Regions from separate parts of the Gossypium hirsutum genome. Here region 2 is linked to region 1. A link is a contact called in public Hi-C data. All regions are on one chromosome and are shown on one strand. The core of a region is the stretch at or near the end of the contact, and the rest is flanking DNA. Distances in the headings are between cores, read along the strand shown. Region 1 holds the start of LOC107901523. Region 2 has its middle 19 kb from the start of LOC121218511.

The links. Hi-C and Micro-C count contacts between places; a contact is called where the count stands out from the background.
Region 2: a Hi-C map of leaf shows a contact between it and region 1, with 1.9 times the contacts expected there. The contact joins the enhancer-like site here to the promoter of LOC107901523 in region 1. A contact is called at or near these places in 2 of 34 Hi-C or Micro-C datasets (both in leaf).

The regions. Positions count from the first base shown.
Region 1 is chrD06:20,387,732-20,390,644 of Gossypium_hirsutum_v2.1, reverse strand. LOC107901523 reads right to left here and starts at 1,276. Exons shown (of 1, transcript XM_016827579.2): 1 at 512-1,276. The coding sequence starts at 1,238. The coding sequence ends at 672. It overlaps LOC107901522 (a long non-coding RNA gene), which reads right to left. Exons shown (of 2, transcript XR_001685284.2): 2 at 2,671-2,913.
Region 2 is chrD06:20,691,386-20,694,085 of Gossypium_hirsutum_v2.1, reverse strand. No RefSeq gene overlaps it. Among protein-coding and RNA genes, the nearest start is that of LOC121218511, 19 kb to the right of the region's middle. Within about 2 kb of position 1,290, at least 1 of the 9 cell types and tissues checked has an H3K27ac peak or open chromatin away from gene starts, as enhancers often do. A contact at or near this core is called in leaf, where this site is marked.

The sequences.
Region 1 (2,913 bases), core at 27-2,526:
AAATTTTTAATTATTAAAACTGTTAATTTAATTATTAAATAATATTTAAAATTTTATATGACATAATTTAAAATGAAATTTTTAAAGAAAAGTGAAATATTATCGCATAACTTTTAAAATTTAAAACTAAAAATAAAACAAAATAGAAAAAAAGATAGAGTGAACATAGTTTCTATAAAAAATTTGAAAAACTCGAAACCAAACTTTTTACAACATCCATTAAATTATATTATATAAGACCTGACATCTCATTTAACAGTTAAATTAATTTTAACAACGAAAGTAGTTTATTAATATAAAATCAATAGTTTGAAGATACAATTAGAATGTTTTAAAGTTTAAGAGTCAAAATTAAATTGAAATCATAGATGTTTAAAGCAATTACCTCTTTAATCATATCTCTATGAAATTATTAAATTGCATATTCATTATCTTTTGGGAGATATAATATAACTAATCAAACAACAAAATATATATTTAAAAACAAAAAATATACATATAATAAGAAATATGATAATTACAATAAAACATATTCACAACACAGTTACAAATTATGCCTACAACGTCCCACTATCATATAACGAGTTACTTTTTTCCTACCAATCTAAAACTTAAATCTTTCGATTTTAAGTTTTAGTATACGTATAATATTATATATCATACAAAGACCCCTAGTTCACCATTGCTCGGTCACGAATCTCCTTGGCGAAAGCCGGCAGACAACTCGAGCTCCTCGCTATACCACCCTTCTTGGGACCGCTTTTGTCTCTGGGACTCATTGACTTAGCCCGAACTCCCGAGCTCTTCTTCAATATTTCTCTCATTGCCTCGGCTTGGTACAACACTGGGTGAGTCCGACCGAACCGGTTGAACCTCACACAAGCACTCATATGCTCGTTCAAAGCTTCTTCCCTTTTGCCTCCGTTTTTCACGACCTCTTCGTTGATTGCTTCCGCACAAAGCCCACACACCAGTTTCCCTGAGAACTTGTCACGGACTTGGTTGATGTACTCGGGAGTGCACTCCTCGGACATGCCGCAGCATTCACAGCTGGCCTCCTCGACTTCGGATATGGACGGAAGCTGCGTTGCGTCGATGGCTTCTTTGGTTAGCTCAAACGATATATCAGATATCGTTCTCTGGAGGCTTTCCATTGAAAGACGTCGAGGCTTGTTGACAGTACCATTGTTGGGGTGAGTTTGGGAGTTAGCTGTGTTGTTTTCTTTATTCGGTGCCATGGGGGAAACCCAAAAATAATGGAGTTATTTATTGGAGTGATTTAAGTTATATATAGATGCTGTAATTTTTCTCTAGAAGTCTTTGGGGAAATGTACATGGACTGCTGAAACTATTAACGCGGCCTCAAAATTGCAATTAATAAGAGAGAGAAATAGAGAGATAGGTCCGGAAAAATGTAGATTTTCACCCTCGATTTAATCATAAAAAGTTAATTTATAATTGAAATAATATGAACAAAAAGTTACTCTACAAATAATTTAAAATGATTTGCACCCAAAATTATCTAACAAATAATTTGAAAAGATGTAAACTCAAATTAAATAACTTAAAATAACTCGAAATGATTTAAACCTAATGAAAAACAGCTGTTCCAGACTCATTAATAACTTGGTTTGAAATTTAAAATAATTTAAACTAAAATGGTTAAATAGGAATAAGTAAAGTGACAGAGGGAGGCGGCTCGTAGTTTTAACTACATCCAATGTTAAAGTATAAAATGGAAGAAAAGCTACCGAGAATGAGTGAAGTCAGGTAAAGTGGAGAACTAGGCAGTTTTAGGAATGTAATGACACTTGGGATGCCTTGATGAAAGTTATTGTTGGATCAGGTTTTTATGGTTACTCACGAGATGGTCTACTCCTACCATACGAATTTCCAAGTGTGATCGTTTTTGAGCCAACATTAACACTCATAAACTAGAAAACTCCATTTTCACGAGAACTACATCAAAGCTTGCATGTGATTACACAAATATATATACATATTTAATAAAAAGTGAGGGTTTTTTCATTCACATGGGTCCCGGAGAAAAGGAAGAAAAAGTAGGATTTTTGCTTTTTTCTTGAAATAAATAATAAAAACTCTTTTTAATACTGCTCTTTTTTTTTATCCACAACCAAATTAACCGACATGGAATTAGTGTTTATGTGTGTAAATTTTAGGGTCAACAAAGTTAAATGAGAATGCCTGCCCTTTTTAACTCTATTCCCAATTTGCATGAAATCCCATGGAATGGTAAAATCAGTTGAATTAAATCCATTTTTGGAAGTGCAGAACTGAAGTTGTCTATATATATTTTGTAGGGATTATTTAGTATTCTGGATTAACTTCGCAATACAAAAATTGGTTCTTTCCTTTCTTATACACCCCAAAATCTACTTCAACAAATTTTAATATAAAGTTGGATCAAGTTCACATGCAATTAACCTATTTCAACCTAACCAATTACTTTCTAATGGCTCTGTATTCTCAAGTGGGCTAGACCATAATAAGTGTGCTTATGAACCCAGACCCCTAAGGGAATATCTATATTGAAGTCATTTGGGGAAAAATGGTTTGGGCCACTTGAGTTCACAAACATCAACCAATTTAATAAAGATTGTAATGCCCAATTTTGACCCGGGCCCACTAAAAATAAATAAAATCAACATAAAAGTAAAAATATTAAAAGTCCATTTACAAATAATATCAGTCCATAGTTACAAGCCAAAAATCGTACAGACCAAATCAACACGGCCCAAACCTAAACCTAAATTACTAGCCCAAAATCAAACCCAAATACAACCATACCCAAAACCCTAGGCCCAATACACTATGGCCCGATTTGAATAATTTTCAGAAACCCCGAGGGTTTCCAGAATGCCTCCAGCGCCGCAGCCACCAGGGTTTTCCCTC
Region 2 (2,700 bases), core at 41-2,540, 300 kb before region 1:
TTTGCGTTTAGCCACCCCATTCTATTAAGAGGTATGTGGACAAGACAATTGATGAATAATCCCTTGTGTTGCTAAAACATATGTGAAAGCTCGAAATTCTCTGCCCTAATCACTTTGAAATTGTTTAATAGTTTTCCCGAACTGTGTTTTGACTAACTGCTGAAATTGAATAAAACATTCAACTGCCTGAGACTTTTGACGAATGATATAAAGCCATGTGAATCGAGTGCACATATCGATAAAGGACACATAATACCAATTACGATTACAGGCAACTAATGCAGGCCCCCACAAATCAGAAACAACCAAAGCAAATGGATCTCTATATTCAGTAGTAGAGTTGGGAAAGGGCAACTTATGAGATTTTCCCTTTTGACAGGCTGTACAAACATTATCAAGACAAAACTTAGCAGGGATAATTTTACATTTATCTAACACAGTTTTAACAACAGAAGCAGAGGGATGACCAAGACGTTTGTGCCACAGAGAAAAAATAGCACCATCATCTTTATTTTGATGTCCAACGCGGGTAGTTGAATAAACTTCAACAGGCTGAGCAGACACAACTGGCAGAGAAAAATGATAGAGCCTATAAAAAATGTGGCCTTTTAGTAAAATATACCGAGTCTCGATGTCTTTAACAACGTAATACATCAGATGAAATTCAAAAAACACATTATTGTCAATGGAAAACTGAGACACAGACAAGAGATTCTTCTGAATATTCGGTACACACAAAATATTAGATAACCGAAGCAATTTAGACTGAGTAGGTAAAACTGAATTACTAATAGATGAGATCTTGGTGGGAGTCCCGTCACCCATTAAGAGAGAGGATGTACCTGAGTATGGTGTAGAATCATGCAAAGTAGAGGCATCGCGACAGACATGATGTGTAGCCTCTGAATCTGGATACCAAGTAATAGTCTTAACGGGCATAGGAATATAAGACTCACTGCCTTCAAATTTTGAACCAAATTTAGTAGCATTAACTTGAGACTCAGTGGAGCCAGAAACATCAAAAGCATGCAAGTCTAGTAAACAAGGAAGTCTAATGCAGGGGTTAGACCCAGTGTACACACGAGCCCTTGGTTTAGTCCGCCAGGGAATAGACGGCCCAGACACATTACCATCACCCATAGCTTGTAAGAGGTTGAACCGGCGGCCCAAAAGACAAGGAAGCTCCTCCAAATTGTTGATTTGATCCAGATGGCAAACTTCCATTAACAAACTCATGCCCATTGGCCTATGAATAGCAGGCCTATAAAAGTGACCAAGCCCAATCGGCATATAAGCCCCACCACTAGTGCACCTAGGCACATTATACATTGGACGCCCAAGACCAAATTGAGGCCCACAATCAAATTGACCAGTAGAACTTTGAAAAAGTGGGTTAGAAACCTTACTATTTTGATTGATAGGAGGCGCAACAGACAACCAAACATTTTCTCTCAACAAACTATACATCAATGCCATTGAAGTAGACCCATGATGCTGACCAAATACCAATAACAGAATTGACACACCAAGACCACGACGATCTGCCAGATTCGACGCTCGAGCACCCGACGATGGGCCATCATACTCTTAGTTAAAATGAAAAAAATACCTCTGGGCTAAGTGACCAAACCACCTACAGATTTGGCATTGTATACGGGTTCGAAAACCTTGACCGCAACCTCCAAATAAAAACATACCACTGCGAATAGAGTTCTCCAGGGGAGGTGACGAAACGTTATCTAATAGATTAGCATGGAGTGGCACATCTTGTACGGCGCGCATTTGACGATTCTCGTACTCAAGTAAAACATCGACTAGTTGTTGAAGTGGTAGAGGCTCCAATGAGAACAAGGCTAGGGTAAGAATGGCATTAAACTTTGGAGGTAAGGCTGCAAGCACTATGTCAACCTTCTCCGCCTCCGATATTCAAGATCCGGAAGCCTCAATCAATACACTTATATTTTAAACTTTCATAACATAATCTTTGACAGAGAGACTCCCTTTTTTAATGGAATGAAGATCGTGATGAAGTCGAGAAAGTTTCATACCTGTGACGGCAGCAAAAAGACGAGTGGCTGTAGTCCACACATTAGCCGCCGTATGAGCCTCTGTAAAAGAGGACAAAAGTGATGAGTGAATCGTAGAGAGCAAGAAGCTAGTAGTCGATCTAGTTAAACAAACACTGAAGCATCCAGATTCGGAACAAGAGAACCCTCTAGAGACGACACATAGCGCAGTGGAGCAGACAATGTTCCGTCCAAGAAACCAGTTAGCTCATAACCTTCAACGATCAACCTAACAAGCTGTTGGCATTGAATAAAAATACCTTCTTCCAACTTGACAGCGTCGTGACAAGGAAACGACTGTACGAGTCGAGCACTAGTGAACCCCTGACATCCGTGTTCAACCGAGGCAGAATCAGAAGTTGCGGTGTCTATGAAAACAAACTAGGAACATGTCTCCAGAACCTTTAGGCGACTGATACTAGTTAACACCTACGGTAAACTTAAACCTAAAAGTATTGATTAAAAAGAAATAGAATGAAATGTATTTTGTATTAAGAAACTTCTCTGTACATCTTACTTGCTTTGTTTTACACTATAGCAAAGATATTTATAGAGTATCTGAATAACTGCTATTGTTAACAACTTAACTATTGCTATTGTTAACAACCTAACAGCTGAAATAACAAACTAACAA